Regions from separate parts of the Rattus norvegicus genome. Here region 2 is linked to region 1. A link is a contact called in public Hi-C data. All regions are on one chromosome and are shown on one strand. The core of a region is the stretch at or near the end of the contact, and the rest is flanking DNA. Distances in the headings are between cores, read along the strand shown.

Evidence for each region. A called contact is a pair of places that touch in the nucleus more often than the background predicts.
Region 2: a contact with region 1 is called in a Hi-C map of frontal cortex, with 1.7 times the contacts expected there. The contact joins the enhancer-like site here to the promoter of Zdhhc14 in region 1. A contact is called at or near these places in 2 of 12 Hi-C or Micro-C datasets (frontal cortex and mammary epithelial cells).

Annotation. Positions count from the first base shown.
Region 1 is chr1:48,472,755-48,478,091 of GRCr8, forward strand. It overlaps Zdhhc14 (zinc finger DHHC-type palmitoyltransferase 14), which reads left to right and starts at 1,520. Exons shown (of 9, transcript NM_001039343.1): 1 at 1,520-2,644. The coding sequence starts at 2,400.
Region 2 is chr1:48,505,707-48,511,363 of GRCr8, forward strand. The region is part of intron 1 of Zdhhc14 (zinc finger DHHC-type palmitoyltransferase 14); the gene reads left to right. Among named protein-coding and RNA genes, the nearest start is that of Zdhhc14, 34 kb to the left of the region's middle. Within about 2 kb of position 1,580, at least 36 of the 93 cell types and tissues checked have an H3K27ac peak or open chromatin away from gene starts, as enhancers often do.

The DNA.
Region 1 (5,337 bases), core at 270-2,769:
AATCGCACTTGCTTTTAACTTCTCTTAATTCCTTGTCCTATCTAATTAACATTTCTATTCCCACCACTTCCCAGCTGGTTACATTCTTTTTCTCTTTTCGCTAGCCAACCTTATCTCGCTTTGACACGGAGCACTGAGGCATGCTTTGTAATGGAAAGACAGAGCTCTGGGTTCAGTGCCATCTCTATCACTGGGCAGCTTTGTAGAGTTGGGCAAGCAGTTTCTTTGAGTTTGGTACAATAGTGCATGACAGGGTTGTGGTGAGGATTACACAGAACGCGGGCAGTGTGCAAATAACCACCCCGTACAGAGAAAGCACCTTTTCCAAAGCTGTCTTTGTTGATCTCCAAACGCCGAGCACCACAAAGCCTAGTACCTTGCCTCACCGCCTTCGTCGCAGGGGATGCAGGGACTTGTAGTTTTAGATCCTTAAGTCACGTTTGCTCCCAGAGTTGGACGACGAGAGAAGGAACTACATATCCCAGCGGGCTCCGAAAAGAAAGTAGGACTCGGAAAATCGAGCGCTGGTGCCCGGTGCCCGGTTCCCCTTTTTTTTTTTTTTTTTTTGCGCCCGGTTACCTTAGTGCATATCTCAGTTAGCGCTCCCACCCGGCCATGAAGCCCAGGGGCGCAGCAGCGCTTAGGCGGCTGGGGTTCTCTGGCGCCGGGCTTGCGCCCGTAGGTACACCCAACTGTCAAACTGGAATAGAGAGAGGCGCACTCCAAGCATCCGCTGGACCTGCGGTCCCTTTACTGTGTGTGGGCTCCACAGATGCAAGGAACCAGCAGTAAAATGAGCGCATTGTGAGCATCACTGGGGGAAAAGTAGAGAATGAAAACTGGGAAAGACAGCGACCTTTGCAAACAAAGCCTGCCACTGGGGGCTTTTAATCCAAAAGAGGGACCAGATCGGTCGCTGCTGGAGCTGACACAGATCGCTCTGCTGTCCCCCGCCCTTGGAGGTCCCGAAGTCTGGCCTGTTTCGGGCGGCTGCTCGTCACCCTGTCATCAGGCACTCCACCACCCCCATCCTCTGGGCATCATTAGAGTTTCCCGGCGTCTCAGCCATGCGTGGCGCTGGGGAGGAAGAGGACGAGCCGAGGACAAGCCAGGAAAGGTCACTTCTCCGCGCCGAGGGTACTCAGGTCCCCCGTAGTAGCAAGAACGATTTTTCGACTGGTCACGAGGATGCGCGTGTCCAGAGGTCGCAGCTGGGGCCGGGAATAATCCGGTGGAGAACCCAGTACAGGACCGAAGTCCGAGGGGAGCGCATGGCGACTCAGCACGGAGGGCAACGAACTGATCGCTGCTGGGGTGAAGGATGTCACCAGGGAGCCAGGAGCCTTTTTCCGGGCGCGCCAGGCCCTCACAGTCCTCGAGCCCTGCGCACTGGCTCGGGGTATGGGGTGTGGGGAGGGAGGGGGGACTAGGGCAGGGACCCACAGGAGCCGGTGCCCTGGCTTAGCTGGCGAGAAGGAGGAGCAGGAGGAGGAGCCCGGCCGTGAGGCGCGGGAGTCACCGCCCACCGGGCCGCGAGGAGGCGGACCTGCTCCGAGCGCCGCGCGCGCCGGGGCTGAGCCTTGCAAACAAGTGTCTGTGGCAGTGTCCCCGCGGCCCTCCGGCGGCCCTCGTCGCACTAGGCTTGGCTTCTCCGGACAGAAGGAACCGAGGAAGCCCCGGGAGCCGCCGCCGCCGCTTCCACCCTCGGCCTTAGCCCCGCGTAGGGGCCGCGGACTCAGCGCGGCTGCTCGGCTCGTGGACGCGGGGTCGCAGCGCGGGCAGCGCCCCGGCTCCTACGGAGCAGCTCCTGACAGAAGAACGCGCGTGGCTATCCCCACCCCTGGGAGGGGTTGCCGGTGCCGCGAGCTGCCGCCCAGTTTGCAGCGCTCTCTCCTGGGAGGATCCGTCACCAGGAAAGAGTAGAAACCACCTGGCCGAGGAGCAGAAGTGGCTCGGGAGGGAGCCGGCGTGGGTCCGCTGCCTCGTGTCCCCTAAGGGCGCGGCGATCGCGGACCCGCGGGCCGGAGTCCAGGCGCAGCCTAGAGCTTTCGGGTGGCGGAGCCAGGCGCACCGCCGTCTGGGTGTCTGCTGAGCGGTCCCCCGCGCCCCGCGGGGTCCTGCAGCCCCGATCCACGGGCTGGAAGCCACGGAGAACCGCTGCCGCGGACTGCGGACCAACAGTCCCTCCTGAAAGCGGATTCTGCTATGACAGCTGGGCTCTCCAAGGGGTTAACCTGGGTGTCCTCGGCAAAGTTGTCGCCGAGCCGGGAGCCCGTTTAGGGGTCGCAGCGCCGCGGCTCGGGCGGCGGCCGGGTGGCCGGCGGCGGCCGTGGCTCGGCGGGACCCGCGCGGCCGGGGGGCTTCTGGGGGTGTGCGCCCCCAGCCGGCTGCCCTCGTGGATGCCTCCCGGCGGCGGCGGGCCCATGAAAGACTGCGAGTACAGTCAGATCAGCACCCACAGCTCCTCCCCCATGGAGTCTCCCCACAAGAAGAAGAAAATCGCAGCCCGGAGGAAATGGGAGGTGTTCCCGGGAAGAAACAAGTTCTTTTGCAACGGGAGGATCATGATGGCCCGGCAGACCGGCGTTTTCTACCTGACGCTCATCCTCATCCTGGTCACTAGTGGACTCTTCTTCGCCTTCGAGTAAGTGACAGCTTCCAGATGCCGTGCTCCCCCTCGCCTTCTCATGCCCCTACTTTGATGACTTTCGTTTTCTGGTGTATGTTGTTATATAATGTCAGCCCGCTTTCCCTGTTCTCCCTTTATGGGATTTTCAGCCCCCTGAAATAACGCCTTGCAGGGCCTGGATCCTGGGAGTAAGGAAGAGGAGAGAGGGGCACATGTAAGCTGTGCTAGGTCACTGGCTCCAGAGCAGTGTCAAGAACCAGGCAGGTGGACTCTCTTGAGTTTGGAACTAGCACATCAGCCCAGGTGCAGCCTTCTGAGGTGGGGTGGGGTGGGGATTCTTAAGATAGAAATAGACTTAGTCCTTATCCCCGCCCCCGTGACCCCCACCCCACCCACGCAAAGGAAGTTCGAGGCTTCTTCTTAGACCCAGTTGGCTGGTTCTTAGTTATTTTAGGTGGAAAGTGTTGATTACCTACAGTGTCCTGCGTGGGTAATTTCATTTTTTCATTTCCTTGTCCTCCTGATTGACAGTCTTACCAAGGGTGGAGTGTACCGTCTTTCAAAGAAGTTTCCCCAGAAAGTACCCACAGTAGATCATTTGGGAACAGGTGAAAGATGTAAGGTCTAGAAAGGAAATCTGGACACCACGTGGCTCCTGATTCCAGAAACAACACGTTGGACTCTATCCTGGGGGCCGAGAGGGTTGGGGACTACAACTGCATGAGAGTCTTCAGGAAAATCCAATTGGTCATAGCAACACCCTGCCCTCTGAAGACAGGCCTTCCTTATTAGTAGCCCCTAGGTAAAGAGTTTAGCTGTATTCCGGGTCGCTGTCAATCGCTCTGATTGAGTTCAACATCTGCAGCTTCTCGCCCCTCCCTCATTCTATGCTCAACAAAAGTTAAAGTCTCGATTCAAACTTTTAAAAAAGGAACATGTTTATGGGCAGAATTTCTTTAAGCTGCCCATATTCCAGCTATTAAAGGCACAGTATATGCATTCAGTCCCTGCAGCTTCTTCTGGTTAGGGTTATCTAAACCTACTCTGTTTAGTTTTGTCTTTAACAAGTACTAGGCTCTGATTTTGACCCCCCTCCCTGCCCCCCGTTTTGCTTGTTGTCACCTACAGCCCCAATCCTCCACTTCTGACTCCCGATTGCCCAGGTGTCTCACAGGTCACCTTCTGTGGGTGTTGGAGACTAAACGGGTGGCATCTATGTGGGACCCATGGGCTGGAGAGAAGGGGTATGAACTGCGTGAAGAGTGCCAAAGAGGCGTAATCTGTGGGGCTCCTGTTGTTTCTGGGTCCCCAGCCAGGCAGCCAGCTGACTGGACCAGTGGAACCTGGAGGAGGGGGAACGGGGGCTCCTGATGTGCTTTCATTTGACTTCAGCACCAACACCCAGGTGGGAGGAAAGGTGCCACATGTTTAGCAGAAGTGCCATCTCCTCTGCGGTGGCTGTTGTCACAGGCGACTTCGGCTGGAGAGGAGTCACTGCTTCAGTTGGCACAAAATGCTTCGAGCAGGTTCCTATTGGCAAGTTAACTCTCTTTAGTGGTTCTAAGAGTAGAGAAAAATCAGGTAGCCACCACGATCCGGTGACAGAACTTCGGTTGTGAGTGTGTTGCATTTAGGGTGGTGAATAAGACTCTTGATGTGTATCCAAGTCTTCACCGTGAGGTGTGGCCATCCCCACCCCCACCCCACCCCACCCCATTATTATGCTCTTATTTTCCTGTTCCAATATATCTTCTAACCAAGTCATCATACATTTGTTTTTATTTCTTGCTCTCTCTCTCCCTCTCTCTCTCTCTCTTCCTCTCTGTGTGTGTGCACATATGTGTGTCCTTTCCCAAGAGTTCCCCCAAAGCCCTCACTTACAGCTTATTATGATCCGTTGTTGCACCAGTGCTGTGCTAGCAGATGATGGTAGGAATAACTGTGGGCACTGGGGTCTTATTAGATCCTATTTGCAGCATTGTCCTTAGGTCTGCTCTGTAGGAATCAGGGTGTATACGGGTGAGCATGCTCTCTCTCCCCCATGGCAGTTTGAAGTTTCTAGAAAGCAGGAGGACCCTCCTAGCGTTCTGCTTCAGTTGAGAAGTATCATAGGTTCACTAAACCTTGGATCCTTATGGTTTGGTAAGACATCGCCACTGTATTCCATGGCTTTATCCTGGGCGCTGACATCCTTATAATCTTTAATCATCAATAGTGACAGAATGAAGTCAAATTACTCTGACCAAATTCTTTTGCCAGAGACTCAAAAACCAGTTCACCACACACACACACACACACACACACACACACACACACACACACACACACGATACCAATATTGTCTGTTTCTATCCGTCTTTCCTCCCACCATTCTTTAGTTACTGGTTGGACACATACCCTGAGGTTCCCTGGTTTGATTGTTTAGTTTCATGCACAAATAGCTAACAGATCTGTTAGACTTGTTGTTAGGATCAAATACCCTAGAAAAATATTTGAACGGAAGAAAGATGTATCTTGGCTCACGGTTTGGGAGGCTTCACTATGGCCTAAGGAACAGAAGGATAACATGCCAGCAGGGCCATGCACTCCAGGAAGGCTGCTTACCTCATGGCAGCTAGGAAGCAGACAGACAGAACTGGACCCGACTGGACCCATTCCCATCCACCGCAAGGCCCAGTCTCCTACCACCCCCAACGATGCTGGTATAT
Region 2 (5,657 bases), core at 330-2,829, 33 kb after region 1:
CTGTCCACTGAGTCCCAAGAATTTGAAGACCTAGCAAGTTAACATCACACAATATGGGGTTCCACGTCTTACTCTTCTTTACAAAGCCAGAGAAGGGTCTTGGAGTCACGTGGTCAGTTGGATGTCAAGCCTTGTCCCTGTGGTTTAGATTTCATTTTTGTTTCTCCAACTGAGACGTAGTATGTTTGCTGAAAGGGCACTGGGTTCTCATCCTACCTGTGGCACCATCTGGCAGTGTGTCTGTGGCCAATTCCCTTTGCGTCCCTCAAGACACACATTTTTCTTTAATCTTTAATAATTCTAATACTCTTTAAGCTTTCCTCTGGCACCAGGGATCTGAGCCAGCTAGAAAAGTAGACTGGCATCCCTAATTATGAAAACCACAGTGCTTTTCTTCTCTTCCCACCTACGAGAGACAAGCCAGGACGGCTTGCACTGGCTCCCGTCACTGGGAAGACGGGAACTTGAGGAGGTGGCTGAAGGTCGGCGTTACCAGGAGGAAGTGTATGGTGGAAACACAACTGGGGTTGGGGCCTGTGCCTGTAGCTGAGATTCTTATCCAGGTCGAGACATCCCAGGCTGTCTATTCTGGGTCACCCGTCAGGATATTGATGAGCCGATTTAGTCTCTGTGATATCAGGGAGCACTTAGCATCCACAAGATCCAGGTGGCCGACAGCCTCAGGAAGCCCTCCCCGACGTCTCTCCACGGTCAATGGCTTGTTTGGGTTGACATAATCCTGAGCCCTCTAGCTTATGTTCAGAATTTTCTTTCCCCCTCTACTGAATCAATTCACTACCGAGTAAGTTCTTGACTCTCTTCTTTCCCCCTGCCTGCCTGAGCCACACTCTTTCCGGATATTAAGTATGAGGTAAATGCTTCCACACATCTCACATATCTTTGCCTGGCTCTATAACCACAGCTCCAACTTTATGACCCTTCTGAGGATTCTGAGGGCTTAATGTAGCAAATCTCATATAGAAGGCAATGGGAGAATCCTGCCAGAGAAACCGGGGTGCTATTAAGCTCCTCGGAACGATGAGGTAGCTTCTTCGCCCCCACCACCGCCCCAGCTTCTCAATCAACACTTCAACTGATAAGCCAGTGGATCCCTGCTCTATTTTCTCTGAAGTATGAATAACTATCGTAACAATTTATCAATTTTATTATTAGTTTATCAAAGGGTTTGGGTTTTTTCTTTTGTTTTGTTTTTTGTTTTTTGCAAGAGATAGGAGATTGACAGTTCTTGCAGGGATCAGTGGAGGTAGAATGTTGTTTTAAGGACAATCAGAGCCCTCCATGGTGCACAACCCATAAAGGTTGGTGAGTGAGTGGGTAATTTCAGGGCACGTGTAGAGCAGGCTGAGCATTCTCCAGGTGTGAAAAGTATTTTTGACAAAAGCTTGTCAGAGGTGAGATGGAACCCCTACCTCCCTGACCCTGCCAAGGGCTTCAGAAGGATGAACTGAAAGTAAGGCAGACATAACTCAAAGGCAGAACTAAATTCTGATCCACCCCCAACACTGAATAGCATCTTTGTGCCCACAGCCCCTCCTGTACCAGGCACTGATGCAGCCCCGACCCCCACGGAGCTCATAGTTAGCGAGACACAAAGCTGGGCGCAGATCTGAAACTGGAGACTTGCTGAAACAGCGTTACCGTTTGGTCTTTTAAAAGTACATCTTGGTATTTTTCAACCGTCCCAGTTTTCTACCTCCTCTTTCGTATCCCAAGCACTGTTCTCTCCAGGGATACCTCCCTTTCAGTGACTCGTCTGGAACACTCTTCGATTAACTTAGCTACCTTCTGAATTTTACTTGACACAGTGAGCCCCATTCACCCAAGGAAGCTTCATGCTAAACTGCGTGCTCACAGGATGTCTCCTTCTCATGAGTCACCCAGCATCACAAGGAGTCGGGTTGCTGCTGCGATGCTGAGCCTGAATTGAGCCTCCAAGGCAGCCATATTTGAAATACCAGGGAGCATTTTGCCCACCTCTTCTCATCCATGAGAAAAAAATTTCCTAGGGAGATCAATGTGGTTTAACAAAGACAGCTTCTTGTTACCAAAGACCCTGTATATTAATAGTTGCATCTCTGTGGGAGGCAGCGGTGATGGGGTGGGAGGGGTAAGGCCCTTTGTAAGACTTGACATAATTCTCTCGCTAATGCTGCTGAGATGGGTTTCGTCCACTAGGATTCCGGCTATCAAATCAATAAAAGAAACAAAATTGAGTGGAGTTGGGGAGATACTTATTCTGCAAGCATGAGGGAGGGAGTCATGTGAGAAGTCAGGTGAGGTGGCTCACACTGTAACCTTGGCATTTTGGAAGTGGAGACAAGAGGGTCACCGGGGCTTGCTGGCCAGCCAGTCCAGCCAGTCAGTGAACTCTAAGTTAAGTGGAAGGCCAGTCTCAAAAAAAAAAAAAAGAAAGACAGAAAGAAAGAGAGGAGAAAGAGAGAAGAGAGGAGAGAGAGAGAGAGAGAGAGAGAGAGAGAGACAGAGACAGAGACAGAGACAGACAGAGACAGACAGAGAAGATATAACAGGCAATCACGTGCTACACACAAAGCTAGACATGTGGCTGATGACGGAACATCTTTGAGGCAGCTTTTTCTTCTGCTCTGCACAGCTTCCAAAGTTCACAGGGGTGATGTTGCTGTGGATGGTCCTGCTAGAACTATCTATGCGGGTGCATATGTAAGAGAAAAGGCTGTACAAGCTTGAGAGCCTCCAACCTCCATGTTGAACATTTAGTCACCCTCTGAATTTATCTCCCACAGCCAGGAACATTTGCTTCAGGAATCCTCACACATGGTGGCACCTCTTTCTCGAGTGACACCGTGGAGCCCAGCTGTATTAGATACCAAAACTATTCAGACCGATTTAGTCATCACACACTTTTATTATCATCACTCCCTTAAATTTCACTCATTTGTTTACGTTTCTGTGGATATTTTATCTGCATGCATATGTGTGCATTGCATGTGCGACTGGTGTCCACAGAAACAAGAAGGGGTCAGATCTCCTGGAACCATGTGGGTGCTCGGAATGGAGCCCAGGTTCTCTGGAAGGGCATTCAGTGCTCTTAACCATTGAGCTATCTCTCCAGCCCATCATGATTAAAGGTATCTACTGCTCCTCCCACTGCTGTACATGGAAGCCAGCTCATGCTTGCCAATGGCCTGTTGTACTATTATGTTCATAGCCCTCCTCTGGGGGCAACTAGAGACAGTTTGACAGATGAGTACATGGGAACCGAGAGCCAAAGGGACACCTCTCGTATAACAGGCTTGTGATCCTCGAAAATGCCACTGTGCAGAATTCTACAGACACCACAGGGAGCCCAACAAGTGCTCCGGTGGAGGACGGCGTGGCTACAGAATACAGTAATGCAGACAGTGAAAAACTGTAGTGCTGTGGAGTGAAGGGGACATGGAATGGGGGAAGGGAAAGGCTCCTGTGAGGAGGTGATGCCCGAGAAAAGAGAACTGGGGATGCCAAGTGTGTGGGCGCATACCTGCAATCTTAGCGCTTCAGAGGCTGAGGCAAGAGAATCGCCGCGAGTTCTAGGTCACCCTGGGCCTATGTAATGGATACCGGGCCAACCCGAACCACACAGCAAAAGTAACTTAAAAAAAATGCCTCATAGAACTATATCTTTTCTCGATAAAGTGGTTTTTTTGTTTGTTTGTTTGTTTGTTTGTTTGTTTGTTTGTAGCTCAATAGTAATAAAACAGACACCAGAAGAAGGTTTCTAATTTATGGAGCCAAGTTGAGTTCCTGGCGCCCCCAGGTGAGGTCTGTGGGTTTGCAGGATAGCCTCCTCTGGAGTTCATTAGGGAAGCAGAGGACTCACAGGGCCCTCCAGGATTGTTAGACTGATCTGCATAGAACAAAACCACCCAGGGGCTCGTCAGAGCCAAGACACCTCCTTACAGCTTTGCGTGGTAATATGCCAAGAACACCTCGCCTGGTGGGTGTTGGGAGTGAATGACGGTTCAACCAACCTAATTCAAAGCCTCTGCATCTTTCACCTACATTTCAGCAGACACTTGCTTCGCATAACAGCTTGCTTGCACCCAAAACAAACGTACTTCTTTTCCCGATCAAACACCATATGCACTGACTTCTGAAGATGTTTGGGGGTGACTGCAGGTGATGAATTTAAACTAACTTTGTTCTGGGGATGATGTGTTGCAAAGAATGTTGAACAAGCGATGCCAATGGAATGTTGGTTCTGGCGGAACGGTAGGCTTGCGGCAGTAAGAAGCTCGCCTATGTGTATGCCACTTACTAATTGATTGAAGAAGAGTAAACACAGGACACTTACGTCTCACCAGTGACAATGAGCATCGATTCAACGAGGTTGGGCTCAAAAACAGCCACTGCCCTATTTTTTTTTCCTAGCACAATTTTGAATCAAGACGAAAAGAAAGAATATCAGGTAGGGAAAGACCAGTACTCCCCAGGGTCCTGGTCGTAGAAGCTCTCAAGGACACTAATGAGCAGAGTCATGATGCTGAAGCCATGCTCCACTAGGCTGTGAGCAGACACTTAACCTTTCCCTACTAACTGTTCCAGCTCCACGGGCCCAGAGACAGTGCCACCAGAAGGATGTAGATTTAAGTGTGTTGGGGAAGGGTTATAGAACCTTTGATCGATGACTGCATGGGCAGTATACTCAATACTTTCCATTGACATCTCTCCCTCACCTGATTGGCCCGATCTCCATGGAAATATCTTTCAACTTCATGCTGTCTCTAAATCACCACCACTACTCAGATCCTGGACCCCGAACCCTGACCCAGATTTTCTCCTTAGAATTATGTCTGGGTCCCCTAGCTTACCCCCACCCTACCCCTATTCTCTGTATATTTTGTAGCCACTCTGTAGCCACAGAAAGTTTCCCACATTGGCCCTAAAATGTTCTGATTTCTTTTTTAAAAAAATATTGTGGCTTTCTTTTTAAATTGGGGTTACATCTATAGATTGATGTAGGAATAACTGACATCATTGTGCTGTATCTGCTTCTATAAGATACATACTTCAAGCATTGATTTGTATCCTCTGGTTTGCTATAAGTTTTCCCCGTAAGAAGCATGTCTAGACTGTACTGGTTGTTTTGTTTGTCAAGTTGACACAAACCTAGACAACTTCGACTGGGGAAATGCCGCCATCAGATTGATCTGTGTGCCTGCCTATAGGGCCTTTTATTGACTGATGATTGATTTAGGAGGTTCCAGCCCACTGTGGTAAGTGCCACCGCTGGGCAGGTAGTCCTTGGAGGTATAAGAAAGGTATCTGAGTGTGGATCCGGGGACTGTCCAGTTAAGCAATGTCCCTCTGTGCCTCCATGTAGGGTCTTCTGCTTCAGTTCTCGCCTCCAGGTTCCTGCTTTGACTTTCTCCAAGGACGGAGTGTAACCCAGAAACCAAACAAACTCAAGTCGTTTCTGGTCAGTGTCTTACCACCACAACAGAAACCACTAGCTCACAGGTCGCAGTCCTTGTTACATATATTGTTAAGTACATCATTCCGGGGGCCAGAAACGTGGCTCAGAGGATAAGGGCTTGACGCCAAGCTTGGTGGCATGAATTCGAACCCTGGGACCCACACAGCAGGAGGAGAGAACCCAACTCCTGCAGACTCTCCTC